Linked DNA regions of Mus musculus: region 2 is linked to region 1. A link is a contact called in public HiChIP or PLAC-seq data. All regions are on one chromosome and are shown on one strand. Each heading gives the region's core, a stretch centred on a gene start, on an enhancer-like site or on the middle of the called end of the contact. The rest is flanking DNA. Distances are from core to core; before and after follow the strand shown. Region 1 overlaps Gigyf2 (GRB10 interacting GYF protein 2). Region 2 overlaps Dgkd (diacylglycerol kinase, delta).

Evidence for each region. HiChIP or PLAC-seq counts read pairs in DNA pulled down with a chosen protein or histone mark.
Region 2: a contact with region 1 is called in an H3K27ac HiChIP or PLAC-seq map of extraembryonic endoderm stem cells, with 7 times the contacts expected there. The contact joins two enhancer-like sites. A contact is called at or near these places in 3 of 39 promoter capture datasets (the 3T3-L1 cell line, the HPC-7 cell line and HPC-7-derived erythroid cells), 1 of 484 Hi-C or Micro-C datasets (CD4 T cells), 3 of 115 datasets of contacts at active chromatin or transcription factors (T-cell acute lymphoblastic leukemia, extraembryonic endoderm stem cells and memory CD8 T cells) and 3 of 9 other capture datasets (adipose tissue, liver and pancreatic islet).

The regions. Positions count from the first base shown.
Region 1 is chr1:87,409,341-87,417,190 of GRCm38.p6, reverse strand. Gigyf2 (GRB10 interacting GYF protein 2) reads right to left here. Exons shown (of 29, transcript NM_146112.4): 13 at 6,333-6,529; 14 at 5,324-5,483; 15 at 207-373. Among named protein-coding and RNA genes, the nearest start is that of Kcnj13, 19 kb to the right of the region's middle. Within about 2 kb of position 3,895, at least 11 of the 459 cell types and tissues checked have an H3K27ac peak or open chromatin away from gene starts, as enhancers often do. A contact at or near this core is called in extraembryonic endoderm stem cells, where this site is marked.
Region 2 is chr1:87,915,776-87,923,625 of GRCm38.p6, reverse strand. It overlaps Dgkd (diacylglycerol kinase, delta), which reads right to left. Exons shown (of 30, transcript NM_177646.3): 6 at 7,151-7,257; 7 at 6,694-6,819; 8 at 5,632-5,734; 9 at 4,905-5,067; 10 at 1,945-2,053. Among named protein-coding and RNA genes, the nearest start is that of Gm19582, 65 kb to the right of the region's middle. Within about 2 kb of position 3,220, at least 10 of the 459 cell types and tissues checked have an H3K27ac peak or open chromatin away from gene starts, as enhancers often do. A contact at or near this core is called in extraembryonic endoderm stem cells, where this site is marked.

The DNA of each region.
Region 1 (7,850 bases), core at 2,646-5,145:
GCAACTTAGGTAGGAGCAAGAGAACCACCACAAGTTTGAGGTCAACCTGGTCTGCAGAGCAAGTTCCAGGCCAAAACCCTGTATCAAAGAAAAAGAAAGAGAAACTACCATTCTTTCTTCCTTCACTGCAACCCTGGTTGTCATTCAAAGAGAAACAAGTACTCCTGTGTCTACTGTGAATCTCAGGCAAGTGGGAAGATACTCACCATATGAGGAGGGGGAGCTGGGCCTGGAGAGAAAGGAACCCTTCCCCACATTTTCATGATATCACCAAGGGGCTGGAAGCTTTCATCACATGCTCTCTTCACCAGCAAAGACATAGTAAAATAGCCCGCCTGAAACCACTCGGCCATCTCCTGATTGTTAAAGGGACCTAAACACAAGGGGAGTGAGAATGCTGTCAGGCTCAAAAATAAGTATATTCCCTGAGTCTCATGTTCATTCAAAATTTTATAGAATACCAGCTTACCTCAAAAAGTAACAAATAAGATTTTTTAAAATTAGATACAAAGGGAATTAAATTTTGAAATGCACAATGTTGTGTCCCCAAGCTGGGAGTTTAAGCCAGGACATTACTCATTTTCAGCAAGTACCCTGCTGCTGAGTCTCACCCCCGAGCAAGCTCCAGCCTGACGCGTCTCAAATTTGTCACCAATGCTTTAATGACTATACGCAGAATAACCGTCTCGCCCTCTGCAACAACTCACATCAGGAGCGTAAAATACACTGACGAGCTGATAGCATGTGCTGGATATGATCACTAAATTCTCAGGGCTACATTTGTTATGTTCTGTTGGAGATTAGTGATTTGTAAAAAGCAATCATCAACTGAACTAAGGCAAACTGCAATGAATGTACCCAACTAGACCAAATCTGGCCTTGAGAAAAAAATAGCATTCTTTAGTTGAGCACTTTAAACATAAAAACTTACAGAACAGAGACAAATTTTCAGTATTTTTTTAGCATTAAAAATTTTTTTTAGGTATGAATGGGTGTTTTGCCTATAGGAATGTCTCTGTACCACATATGTGGCTGGTCACAGAGGCCAGAGTGGGTGTGGGATCCCCAGAACCTGAGTTACAGATGGGTCTGACTATATAACTATGTAGATCCTGGGAGTAAGCCTGGGTCCTCTGGAAGAGCAGCACTTTTTTAACTGTTAAGTCATTTATCCAGTAATCCCATTTTTGTTTCTTCTTTCTTTTTTTTTTTTTTTTTTTGTTTTTTTTTTGTTTTTTCTGGACAGGTTTGGTCTGTGTAATAGCCCTGGCTGTACTGAATTTGTTTTACAGACCAGGCTTGTCTCAAACTCACAGAGATCTACCAGTTTCTGGCCTCTGCCTCCAGAGTGCTGGGATTAAAGGCATGCACAACCACAACTGATCCCCTCCAAATTTTTAATTAAAATAAAACACCGCATCACCACAGAATATGTGTGTATATATGCGCTGATACACGCACACACTGTCTGTCTGTCTGTCTGTCTGTCTGTCTGTCTGTCTGTCTGTCTTTCTCTCTCTCTCACACACACACACACACACACACACTCACACACCAGAATACTAACAGGAAAATCCCTAGCTTAGAAGCTAAAACCACTTCCAAATAATTTATGGCTAAAAGAATGTGTATGTCTCTATGTGTACTTGTACACTCCACATACACTAAATAAACAATGATAAAGTTAAACTTACTCTTGGAATAAGATGCTTCATTCAACTTATAAAAATGTATGAGTAAGCTGACTATAATGGTGGGGAAGGAAGGGTTACCAATATTTTATATGGTACATTACATATGGTGCAGAAATATTTACACCACCTTTTTTATCCTAAGGATGAGAGCTTACTTTGGTAGCACATATACTAAAAAAACTGGAATAGCATGGTCCCTATGCAAGGATGACACCCAAATCTGTGAAGCATTTTATATATTATATATGCAAAAGAGTTGAACTAAAAAACATTAGGAAATAAAAAAGATGAAAGATGAGAAGTCGGTTAAAATGGTTACCACTAAGCCTGACAACTAACTTGAGAAAGATCTCTGGGAACCACACAGTGAAGAGAATCAACACTTGCAAGTTGTCCTCTGACTTCCACACCATGTGTGCACCTGCCCACCACCATCGCACACACAGATGGTTCCCAGTTAAAACACCCATTGCTCTGGCAAAAGATGCAGGTTTGGGTTCCAGCATCATATGTCAGCTTACAAACACCTGATACACATGTACATATAACCCCCCACACACACACACACACACAAAATTTAAAATGGAAAAAAAAAAGTAAACACCTGTAAGAAGACAAAGATCTGGGCCAGCAAGATGGCTCAGTAAGTATGAGCACTTAAACCCAGTGACCCCAGTTCCACCCTTGAAACTCAAGGAAAGGTGAAAATGCAGAACCAATTCCATAGAATTGTCCTCTGGCTTCACACAACATGCAAATACATAAATAGTGATAATAAATAATAATCTTTAGAAACAAAAAAAGGACCTACCACCAGGTACACACAAACATGCCTAGTAGAATAATTGTGTCTGTTGGCTTTATTATTTCTAGCTACTACGGAGGGCTGGGGCAGGGGCCTTCAGCCCAGAAGTGTGAAATCAGTGTAAGTAATACAAGATATCATCTCAAAAAGGGAGATAGAGGCTGAGAAAGGGAAAAACTCCTTTAGACATAAACACAGGTAAAGATGCTCAACACAGCAATCAGAGCCAGACACCACAGCACTCTAGGTTTGGGAGAAGGCATCCGTAATCCCAGCGCCCTTGAGGCCAAGTCAGGAGAATTAGAGCTGGAGCTCACCAGGGGCTAAACTCCCTCCGCTCAAACAAACGGTACATACAATGGGATATCCCAACAACTACAAAATAAACCAAAAGTGAGCACGGATGTAGACAAATGAGAATCCTGTGTACCTTTGGCAAGAACATAAAACAGCACAGCAGCTATAGAGACAGTTACAAATATGATAGAGAAGCAGGTAGGTCTGAGCATGTCTGTTGCAGGATATGTGGTCACACTGTGAACCCCAAGATTGTGTTATTTACTGAAAAAACTGTTTCTAGTTGTGGTATGGCTTAGCCCTTAGATTACACCTTTAATCCCTCTGGCTGGAATGTAAACACACCCTTAGTACACACACCTTTAATCCCAAACAATGAATGTAAAGTTAGTTTGCAGAAAGAAACACCCATGTTTGAAAGTGGTGTCGAACTGAGTGGCAGACAAGCTGATTTGACAAAATAGGATATGCCAAACTCTCATGAGAAGAAAAAGGAGGGCTGGAGAGATGGCTCAGTGGGTAAGAGCACTGACTGCTCTTCCGAAGGTCCTTAGTTCAAATCCCAGCAACCACATGGTGGCTCACAACCACACCTGACACCCTCTTCTGGCGTGTCTGAAAACAGCTACAGTGTACTTATGTATAATTTATTATTATAATTATTATTATTATAATAATTATTATTATGTATAATAATAAATAAAATCTTAAAAAGAGAGAGAGAGAGAGAGAGAGAGAGAGAGAGAGAAGAGAAAGGCTACTCAAGAGCAGTGCAGAGAGAAAAAAAAAGAGGAAGGAGAAAGAGGCACTTTTACTGTGAGAGTTTTACAGAGGGGGGTTAAAGAGAGAGCAAGCTAGACAAGCATAAAGATAGAACAAGCCAGAGAAAGAAAAGGAGCCAGAAGATTAGAACAGAATGTCAATGTTTGAGGCCAAGCAGAGTAATTCAGTAAGAAACTGAGAAGATAGATTGAATCAATTAGAATGGAGAGGAGATTTAGCCAGATCAGCTGAGTTGAGTGAGCCAACTAGAGAGGGGTGAGCTTATTCAATAGTAAGTCTCAGAGGCTGAAAACACTCTGGGCCTAGATTAGATTGTACAGAGGTTAGCAGATGGAAGTAAGCCTCAGAGATGACAAATCAGGAGACTAAAAGATACACATATTTATAGTGCTAGCATTCAGGAGGCTGAGAGACAAGACACTGCTCAAAGTTCAAAATGGATGGAGATCCTGAGCCACAGTAAAGTATCATTACACACTTCCTAGAATGATTTTAAAAAACAAAAACAATGAAACACAAAACCTATCATCATCAACTTCTGGTAAAGAGAAGTAGTAATGTGCATATTGTCAGAGGGCATATAGGATGGTTCAAACACTCTGGAAAGCAGTTCTAAAAACGAAAGATTCGACTGCCACTTGACCTAGTACTTGCACTCCTGGGCTTTATTCTGAAAGAATGACATACTTTCACATACCGCTCATAAATGTTTACAGCAGTTTCATTTCTAGCAGTCAAAAAATTTGAAGCACTCAAATGTCCTTCATCAGAAGAATGGTTAAACATGCTATAACACACCAGCATGGTCGAGTATGACTCAGCAGTACAAGGAAAGAAAGTAATTACATATGAAGCCACCTGGATGAATCTCGGGGATTATACCAAGTGGACAGAACCACCCCAACCAAACATTGTAAACTGTGTGAGTCTATTTACATAACATTCCTAAAATGGTAAAATATAAAACTGTTAACAGATTGATGTTTACCACAGATTAACAAAGAAGTGTGAAAGGAAATGCATGTTGCTATAAAAGGACAACAGTGCTGCTAAAACCGCAAAAAAATCTAGTTAACCTTCTACTTGGATGTCAATAATGAACAAGACCAGGCAGTGGTGCAGTAGGTAACTCCTGCAAAGTAGAGCAAGGCAGGGTAGGCTAAGAGAACTGGAAGTGGAAGACACTAACATTCTGGTGCCCTCACAAGATATATTCCCTAAGTATTGTGCTAAAACTGACACTAATATACCAATAAGCAACTCAGGAGTTAAACATTTTTTAAAGCAGAAATGAATCTACACATGCTTTACAATTTCTCTCCTCTAATCTAGTTTATTCAAATCTTTTAAGGGATGCATTCGTAATACTATAGTCTTTTCTTAGTCATTTCAGTAATTCTTTGTTCTTTATAGCAAGCCTACCTCAGCAAATCATGTCAGGCTCTCCAACACTTGCTGCTAGCACCTTCTGTTGGTGTGGATGCTGAAGCAGAGATGTGAGTGATGTAGCATCTCTTACCTAGCTGGGATGTATGGAGCTCAGGGAGTGCACAGAGCATTCTGCTGACCCCGCTGCCAGTTTAGCCATCACTCTACCTGTGTTTGTTTCCTAGGTTTCTTCTTTGTACTTATAGAGCAAGTCTGTTGACTTTGTTTTCCATTATGCACACTGACATTAAACAAACAGGAGGCTCTGAAAGGAGCACCAATACTTCAATATTTAAAGTACAAATGGACCACTGACCTTGAATCTCCCCCTGAGGGTCTTTGTAATACCACTTCTGCATTGCTTCATGCATCAGTGGGATTGACACTCCTTTAGCTCGGTGCTCTTGCAGTTTTGATGTCAATCTTTCGTCGTCTAGTGCACTGTCTTGGAGATAAGCCACCATCTTCTCAGCTTGCTAATAACAGAAGACAAAAGTATAATAGGAAACAAATACTCCTGAATTAATATTATAAGGCTAATAACAATCACTATTTTTTGACTACTTGATTTATGAAAGGAACACAAACTGTTAACAACCTGATCCCATTTTATGGGAGAAAAATTATGAATCAAAGACTCAAAGTAAACCAACTAGATTGGACTACAAACTGGTACAGATCAAAGCCCAGGCTTGAAATAAGGTTTTAAAATATGATGTTGGCCCATTCTAGATTGTTTTCACAAACCTGCATGTTTGAGGAGAGATGTTAATAGAACAGAAGACTCAATTAATACAATTGTAAATAAGTTATTTTACAAGTTCCACTAAGATATAACTAACCTTTCCTTCTATGTTTCCTGTCTCTAACCATGCCACCCCAAGGAGAGAGGAATTATTCTGTGGAAAATCAACTCATCATTTACATGTGACATTACACACAATTTTAGGGAAACACAGACATGAATAAGAATGTTAACATCCTGAAGTTTTTAACCATCGTCCCCACTGTACTTAAGAAGCACAGAAGACACAGGGATCGTCCACAGCTGCTTGTGTTCACCATTTTTAGCATTCCATTAAGATCCAAAAAGAAAAGAAAGGAAAACAGCTGAGGGCAATCTCAAAAAAGCAAAACATAACCTGACATAATGACTACTACATAGCAGAAACTTAAAAGCATGAAATGATCTGAAAGACAATTACTCACACAAACATTAATAACCAAACAATTTTTCCAGTACTTAAAATCTAGTGCATAAAACTTCCTTACTGGGTTGTTCATGTAAGGGCTTGATAGAAGATATAAGAGAAACATGATTCTACCTGTTCCAAGTGTTTGAGGCCCTCTTCATCATCTGGCTCTGTGGAAACACTGCTCATACCAGGAGCTTCGACGGCTGCTGTCTCAACTGGCCGAGAGGCAGAACTAGGAGTAGGAACAGGAGGCGACAGGATGAGGAGAGGAGAGGCTGTGTCTGGAGGAAGCGGTGTGGAGGGTTGCTGGGAGGCAGGCACCGTTTCTAAAGGGAAAGAATGTAGCGTAATGAAAGTTCTTAGAAATCTGGAGACTTCTCAAGGTTAACTCTACATTATTAAATTGAACAGTCATAAACACCAATCCTGAAGCTCCTTTCTATGGAGAAATGTAGTCTTTTTCCCTAGAATGACAAAAAAGTCCCTAAAGAGTCTTTCCACCTATGTCACTACAGTATCTATCCAATCAGTAGCAGCATTGGCCAGTAGTATAGAGTTTATTTAGGGCATGGGAAGGGGAGCTGAGGGAGAGAAGTGGAGATTGGTCATGAACACATGGAGGGCTGAGGGGAAGAAGAGAAGGAGAAGAGAGCAAGGGCAACAGGAGACGAGAGGAAGGGCTAATTTATTCTTTACAATGCCTCTAAATACTAAAAACATTAAGATACTGAAAATTTCTCAAACACACGTCATCTCATCCAAACACTTATGGGAAACACCTGATAATCTCAGTACCTATTTCAAATGCTACTTTAGTACATGTTTTAATTTGAAGAGTCTCAACAGTCCAGGGTATTTATAAGACTAGAAACTGTAAAAATAGTTTCTGCCTTGATTCCTTTTTTGGTTTGTTTGTTTGGTTTGGTTTTTTTGTAATTCACTCTGTAGACCAGGTAGGCCCCAAACTCAGAGATTTACCTGTCTCTGCCTTCCAGTGCTGGGCTTAAAAGTGTAAGCCACCATGACCTGGCTTAAACATATTTTTAATTAATTTTTCTTTTTAAAATTTTATGTGCATTGGTGTTTTGTCTGCATTCATGTCTGTGTGAGAGTGTTAAATCCCCTCGAACTGGAGTTGTGGACAGCTGTGAGAGGCCATGAGGATGCTGGGAATTAAGCCCAGGTCCTCTGGAAGAGCAGCCAGCCTGTGCTTAAACTAATGAGCTATTGCTCCACCCTCACCTTGGCTCCTAGTTCTAACCTCTCCGTATGTAGGCTCCTAAAGTAAGTGTGGAAAACCATGTAACTAAATCAAATTGAAGTTTCTCCTTTAAAGCCTCTATTGTTCAATCCTAACAAGCCACTTCAAATGTTTGCTCCTCTTCAAGTGCTCCCTAACTGTTCTAAAGTTCAGTCTCTACACGCTTCTGTGTCGTCACCCCCTGCCTGTCCACTCTATGGACAGGACCTCTCAAAGATACCCAGTGACAGCCACCTGCCAGGTGCAACACCTTCCCCTTGCAGAGCTCCACGGCAGCTGATGTTCTCAAGCCAGAATTGCTCTCCTCCCTGCACTCTACTCTTCTAGGCTCTACTTTGGGCTCTCTCTGGTTTCTCCCCTAAACTAAAAATCACCCAAGGTTCTCT
Region 2 (7,850 bases), core at 1,971-4,470, 510 kb before region 1:
TAGTCTGTGTCCTGTATTTACCTGTAAGGTAGTGGTTTCCTAAATTGCCCCTAGCCCTGCTATCTCCTCCTAGACTTAACAGAGGGCAAAAGTAAGGGAAGAAGGCAGAACAGAGAAGGAAGGGGCAAATATGGGGTCTAGTAAAGTCTGCTGTCAGCAGGGAGGACCAAGGGTTATAACTGTCCTAGGGAGGGTTACTCTCAGCAGCCTATGGATGGCCCAGACTAAGGAAGATACAAGAAGGCTGGGATCATGTGGGCAAGCCAGCAACTAGCTTGAAGTAGGGAAAAAGGAAGACGAAGATATCAGGAATAGTTGGGGGCTTCTCCTTGGGTCTTGAATGCATGAAGACTTTCGGGCAAAGTAGGAGCTGAGTGAAAAGCAAGGTTGGAAACCTGCAACATTACAATACCCAGAAACCCCAGAGTGTCCCCCAAATTGGCATGGCATCAAACTCCAGTGAGTCACAAGCTTTCCCCATAGGAAAAGTGTGAAAGATGAGAGTGGGACCCATGAAGTTTGACCATATAGCATGTACTAGAGGCCAGGGGAAGAAACACTACCCCATAGAGGGCTGGGGAAGCTAGGGGTGCAGGAGAGAGTACACAGAGCTCCAAGAAGCACAAAGAAGCCATAGGAGACAAGTGTTTACAGAACTTGACTGAGTACCAGAACCACATTCATAGCATTTCTGCAAGCCAAACAAACATTCAGCTCAAAAGCCAATCAACAAAACTGTAACTATAGTCCCACCACTGGGGGGTGCTGAAGCTTTTCCTAGAGTTATGGTGTGGCTATCAGTAAACCCTGGACCGTCTCTTCTCCAGACAATACACAAATTATGATTGGTGAGTAAAACTAGACAATGAACACAAAATCACTGAAAACTAAAGAACAACAACAACAAAAAATCATAAAGAAAATAAAAATGATAAGCCAGAAAACTAGGGAAATATGTTTGTTTTGTTTTGTTGTGTTGTTGTCATTTCAAGACCGTATTCCTCTGTGTAGCCCTGGCTATCCTGGAACTCTGTAGACCAGGCTGACTTGGAATTCACAGAGATCCACCTGCCTCTCTGTCTCCTAAGCGTTGGGCTTAAAAGCACGCGCCACCACCGCCTGGCAGGAAAAAAGCTGATCTTTACTGACAGACGTAAAAACCATGAGCAGGGGATTGGTTTAAAACAGCATTCCAATAAGGCTGCCCTTGACGTTACTGTAAAATGAACACTTTCTGTTTACACACCTGAGCAAGACAAGGCAAGGCAAGGTCCCATGTCACCTGGAATGTGAACTGGAGCATCCCTGACAAGTGCAATTTGGCACTAAAAATTTAAATAAGGGGCTCCTCAAAAGAGAAGATTCCATAATGTGAACAGGATTTCTGCAAGGTTGTCACAGTCCTCGAGCTCCTGCATGAGGGGAAAAGTGCTAACTCAGGTCCTCCCACTACATCCCATGGAAAACTGCCACTCTGAGCTGTTCCTGGAGCAGAATACGGAAATCCACACATACTGCTATTTCAACAGTTCAGTAACCAACTAGCAGGCTGCATTTTGACACAATCTGAGTGACGGCTATGACAGTAGGCACAACGGCTAATTGCCAAAAAGAAGGACTGAGGGTAAAAAAATCAATGAACACAGGAAGAAATCAGGATAATATATCTTTATTTTAGTGTTAAAAACTAGGCAATTAGGTTCAATGAACTGCAACTCAAACTTTATAGAGGTTGAAGATTCTTCCTCTCCTCTTAAGACAGAGGCATCTAGCAATTAGGTACATCACCTCCCAGGAAAGAGGTGGCGCTTAGGGGACTACAGCCCCCATACTCATCCCCCACATGGAGCCTGATGCCAAGTTGTTTTTACAGCTCCCTTAACCTACATGATTTTCCCATTCATCCATCACAGTGGGGTGCCCCTCAACACCTGTTTGTAGTACCTGTTTGTGAAGGTTGAGGCTATCGATTTCAGAGAGGACCCAGCCAACACTGCCATCCCCGCCACAAACCAGAATCCGGAAGGTGTCAAACTTCTGAAATAACCGTAAGCTGTAGAAGAATGGGAAGCCAGGGAAATGAGTGCACTTTAAAAGACAAATGACGGGTTTCTCTGTCCTACACTGAGGGGACACCCTGTTCCATGTGGCTAAGCCCAGATATGTATATATAAGGTCGACAAGGTGGCCTAGATGTCTGTCTGCCAAACCCCTCTGCTCAGGGCCCATTTTTGTCTACATGAATGATGGCAATGTCAGATCCCAGCAGCTCCTCCAACCAGAAACAGGGAGGAGATAATACACACATTTCAGGGTACCACGACATTCTCACTTGATGTCAGCTCCTAGAAGGACTTGTGGCACAGTCTTCCATATCCCAGCTAAATACCAGGCCCAAGAACCCCAACTCTTGCTTTCCTCATTCATGTGCTAGCCCAGCCCTCCCCTCCCCGAGTAAGGGCAGCTTGGCTCAGCCTCCATTGCTGCTCTGAGTCCTTAAGGAGTCTCCAATAAAACCTTCTCAAACAAGAGTTCTATCATATGTTTTGTCTAATGGCTTGCTAATTAAGAGAAAAGAGTCAAATATCTCAGCAAATAATAGGAGCCCTCTCTGATAAGTATCTGATGCCCTCAGCTCCACCAAGGTCTGACCTAGTCCCTATCATGTATATAGGAAAAGGTGAAGGCAAGAGTATAAAGTGGGCACACTGGACCTCCTCAGAAGCTAGCACATTGGAGACACTAAATCACTAGCTTAACATAGTCTCCCTTACTTCGGATCCCAAAGAAACCAGTGCCTCCCTCCATTCAAGTAACTATTTACATATGCTGCCTTCTCACCAGGGACCTTGCAGACTCTGTCTCTAATGGAGCTGGCTGCAGAGGAAGTCCTCTGAACACAAGCTAGGATGGGCAACAAGACAGTGCCTCAGATTTGAACCATGGTTCAAATAAGTTCTGAGCATCAAGATTGCATTGACTTCCAAAGGGTAAGAAAAATATTTACATGTATCCTTTAAATGTTCACCAATGAGGATCCCTGCTCTCTAGAGAAGCAGTGGTCAACCAAGGCCAGAACTCAGGTAGTTAACCAAGTGTATGATATCAGGTGCTTCCCAGAAACAGGAAATGAGTACACCAGCTGCCAAGCCATCTCTACTAGACCTCTGTCACACCACCCTCTGCTTAGCTCCAGCGATATATCAGGGAGCTCTTACACATCAAAGTCCAGCTTGCCTGCCACACAGCACAGTGGAGTTTTCAAACAATATCCCTACCTGAGCCTGTTCAGTGTAGTACAATCAGCAGATACGGTACTTTTAATATCCCTGCCGAACTGAGACTAGTTCCTCATTAACCTCAGAAAGAATGGATCTGTGCCATTCAGAAAACAGGTATCTGCAGAATTTCAGGAATGCTGCCTTTGAACAAACAGCCTGTAGGAAGCCACTAGTGACTGTCTTCCAGCAAGCTGTGCAGCAAGTGAGAAAGAGCAGAAAAACAAAACAAAAATAAGAAACAAAAAAACAAAAACAAGAAAGAACATTGAAGGCCCAACACCCATGAGCCCCACAGCTTAGGCACACAGAGAAGTCCAGGCTCAAGCTATAGCAATATCTGGCTCTAAAAGAACCTCTCCTAAGCTCCTCCCAAACTCACAATGGAAGTAGGGGCTGCAAGCACCTCCCATTTCAATCTCCCCAAATGCTGGCATGCCCTCTGAGTCCTACCTTACAAGAACAAATGTTTCTTGCAAACCTGTGGAAAGTACAAAACTAAAAGGGAAGGCCACGTCTCCCTGGCTGGCAGGCGAGCACTGCACCTGCATGAAGATCCCACTGTGCTGAGATGGAAAAGTCCCCTTGGTTTTACTGGAAAAAGGCTTCCCGAGAACTAAGCGGGCAGTCCAGAGAGCAAGGCAGGTCTGTAAGCACCAGCACAGAAATGTCCCAAGCACAGGAGCTGATACATGTGAACATGCTGTACGTAGCAACTAGAGTAGTTGCGCATGCATGTTCACTCTTGTGTGGTGCTTTTGCAATGGGAGATGCAAACACCTACCATCTATTAGGAGCAGGTCCTTCATAAGCAGACTTTTGAGAGGGGCAGTTGAACTTTGCTATTTAAAAATTTCTTTATAAAAATGCATTTTTATTTTATGTATACTGCTGTTTTGCTTATATGTATGTTCATGCACCACGGGTACAGTGTCTACAGAGGCAAGAAGAAGGTGTTGAATAATACTCTGTGACTGGAATTATAAACAGTCAATATGATGTGTCTATAAAAAGATAAAGAGAGGAGGAAATATGTTCTATGGAGGTGTGATGAAGTGTGGGGGAAAAGGAGTGCCTTGATGGGCCAATGCTGAGGTATCCCTTCCCCCTAAGGGACCAACCACACAATGGTATAGCATAGAATAGAGTTATTTGGGACATGGGGAGAGGAGTCAAGAGGGTAGTAGAGGCAGAGAAAGGAAGAGAGAGACAGAGACAGAGAGAAAGAGAGGGGTAGAGGAGTAGAGCGGTCGGCCATCAGCACATGGAGAGGGGAGGGAATGGAGAGAGAGGTAGGAAAGGAAGCAGAGAAAGAGCAAGACAGGAGCAAGAGAAAGCGAGAACCAAAGAGCTAGGAGGGACAAGCAGCCCCTTTTATAGTGAATCAGGCTGTTGCCAAGTAACTGTGGGGTGAAGCTTAGACAGAATGCTAACAGTTGTGAGCTGTCATTTACATATTGGGAATCAAACTTGGGTCCTCTCAAGAACAGCCAATGCTCATATGCACTAAGCCATCTCTCCAGAACTTAAAAAAAAAAATCTTATTTTTGATCCTTTTAAAACGAGTATGTCTTATCTACAAAATATTGTAAATTCCTAGAATGGAAAGTCTCACACAATCCCTACCCAAGGTGTGGTCCTCCATTCATGAGGTCAAAAACCTGGGCAGGGTTCAGCAGCTGCTTGAATCTTCTGAGAAACTTCACACCTTGATTGTCTCCACTTTTTGAGTTGACAAAAACCAGCAGAGGGCTTGTACAAGACGGGGGACAGGTGGCCTTCCAGAACCCTAGAAATGAGGTGGGGTAGGAAAGAACCTTACAAGCTGTTGAGCTGTTGTAGACTGGGTAGCAGCAACAAGAGGCACAGAACTCACAGCACGAGCGAGCCAGTGAAGGACAACCCGGGTGTGAGGAGGTGAGCCTGCCTCACCTCACAGATTTCCCCTCACTGTATTATTCCCTCTTCTTGCTGCCAGCCTGGCAGAGCTCATTCCTCTGAATCATGTACCCGGAGATCCCTTCACCAATCCTTGCCAGCATGTTTCTCCATGGTCCAAGCAGACATGCTAGGCTCTGCCACAGATGGTGACAGGCACAGTCTTTCAGCTCTTGGCAGACCAGGACACTTTACACTGGGTCTCTACTCAGCAGCCAGTACATCTCTCAATCCTTCCAACAGTGCTGGTTCAAGCTTGCAAGCCCTATGGCAATTCCCAGGATGCCAACTATGACCTCTGCCCATGCCACATCTGAGCCTAGCCTCTTGCTGATCATGTCTCAAAACTGTCACAACACCCATCTCCAGAGCTGGTAAGGAAGGCAGCACAGCGGAATGGCATGTGAACACCCACCATCGGAGTCAATACTGTTGAGTGCCGTGGGAGGGATGACAGACACCTTGCACAGGCCAAGTGGACACTTCATCACCAAGGACTCTTTGCAAGATGTGTGAACCTGAAATAAAAATCAACATGTCACCAGGAATCATAGTCTCCTCGCATACACCAGAAGCTCCCTGGCACAGCATCTAGAGATCCCTCCCAAGCAGAGGAAGTAACCATCAGAGCCAGCGAACCTGTATCCCCAAGCACCCTGTGCCTGGCCTTAGAAATAGGAGGCGGGAAATCGGATGGGATTCCACCCAGTACAAGCCAGACATGAAACTGAACCACAGCCCCCCGCTTCCATCTTAGCTACCATTAACTTTCAGGGCTCCTGGACAACCTGCCCTCCTATGACTAGGTTCTTTGCTAGTCACTCACAGGGTCAAAACAAGGTGCCAACCACAGGAACCACAGCTGTCTAGTCAGTGACTGACCCTCATTGCCATGTTTCCTTCCAATCACTGGTGGAGCATAGCAATCTGTACACCAAGCAGGGACATGCTAAAGGCATCCCAGAGTTCCAACCCATAGTCAGCTGGGCACCCTAGGGCAGAAGTGCTCTTCTCAAGACACACCTCCCCACACAAGCTTTTCCCTGATGGCCAGTGTGGGCAGACAAGCAGGGCTATGAGACTTGATTCTGTCGTCAAGAGGCTACAGCAGTGCCGTGGCTCCTCCTCTTTGCTTGAGGATCTCTATGATCTCTATGATCACTGTCCCAGAACAAACTTCCTCAGGGTTCCTCATTAGTGTTCCTACTCTCACTCACAGAAAAGTCCATGAACCTGTCCCAAAAGACCCCTTCACAACCTGCTAAGACGCTGCAAGGAGCAGATATGGTACTTTTTGTGTAAAAGATGGGATCAAAGTCAAAGGAAAGGAATTAACAAAACTGTCAAAAATGAGGCTGACCAGACCCAAGTCAAGCCTCAGAAAACCTCTGGGGTAAACTCAGGAAGGAGAAGAACAGAGCCCCAAGCCCAGAGTGTATCCACACATCAACAGGCAGGACAGACTGTATCTACTCACCATGGCTTTGCACCAGAGGCAGCGCCAGTCCTGCAGGCGTAACACGCTGCCACAAGTCTTGTCACACACGATACACTTGGCACTCACAGGCAGGTTTCCTTCCAACCACTGGTGAGGCATGGCAATCTATAGACCAAAGAGGGACATGCAAGAGACATCCCAGAGTTCCAATACAGGGTTCACCTGGGCACCCCGGGATAGCAGTGTTCTTTTCAAGACATTCCTCCCCACACAAGATTGTCCCTGATGGCCAGTGTGGGCAGGGACATGCAGGGCCTATGAGGTACCTCCCACACCACAGCACCTACTGGGAAGGAGACACCCAGACTTAAGGGCAAAGTTTAGAATACAATGACATAAAGCTCCAGATCCTAGCATGATATCTTAAATTGGGGGGGGGGGGCGCAGGAAATAGGGGGTGCTCTGCAGGCCACAAGCAGAATCCCTCTGAACATACCCCATCCTCGTCCTCAATGATATCCTTCCCGATTGAGGCCAATGTGGTCCACTTGCAGTTACTAGTTGCACGCACAGCACAACGTTTGTGAGCCTTAAACTTACACACTGTGGGAAAAGGAATACACAATCCTTCAAGCTTCATCCTCAACAGGAGCCTCCCTGTAGGGCAAATGGCTGCTTAGTGAGGTTAGGGTGGAACGAGCTCTTGAGGCCAGTCATTTGGTGCTGCCACCCATACCGAAGAGCACGGGGAGAGCCGGTAGAGGAGAATGGGGTGAGCAACTGAGACTCGGCAGACTATGCTGGCCACTGTCACTGCACCTCACCTCTATCCAGCAGACAAGAAGACTCAGAAAACTATGAAACTGAAATCAGAAATTCATCTAACTCCGTATTACAAAATACTCTTCTTTTGGATTTTTTTTTTTATCCATTTAAAATAAATATAAAACAAGCTATACAAAATAAGCAGGAGACAGTCCTGGCCTTGAGTCAGAGCTTGAAGTCCCTGTGTGACCCTTCTCTGCCACCAGAATCCTCCCTTGGCCCTATATTCTGTGAAGCATGTTCTCCCCTGCATCCACAGCACACAACCAGAAAGGGCCCGCACAGTCTGTCTCCTCACTGCTACTTCCTTTCTGCTCATGCTGCAGACGCTCCGTAAGTAAAGGACACCCAAGGTCTGAGTCCTCTGTGGG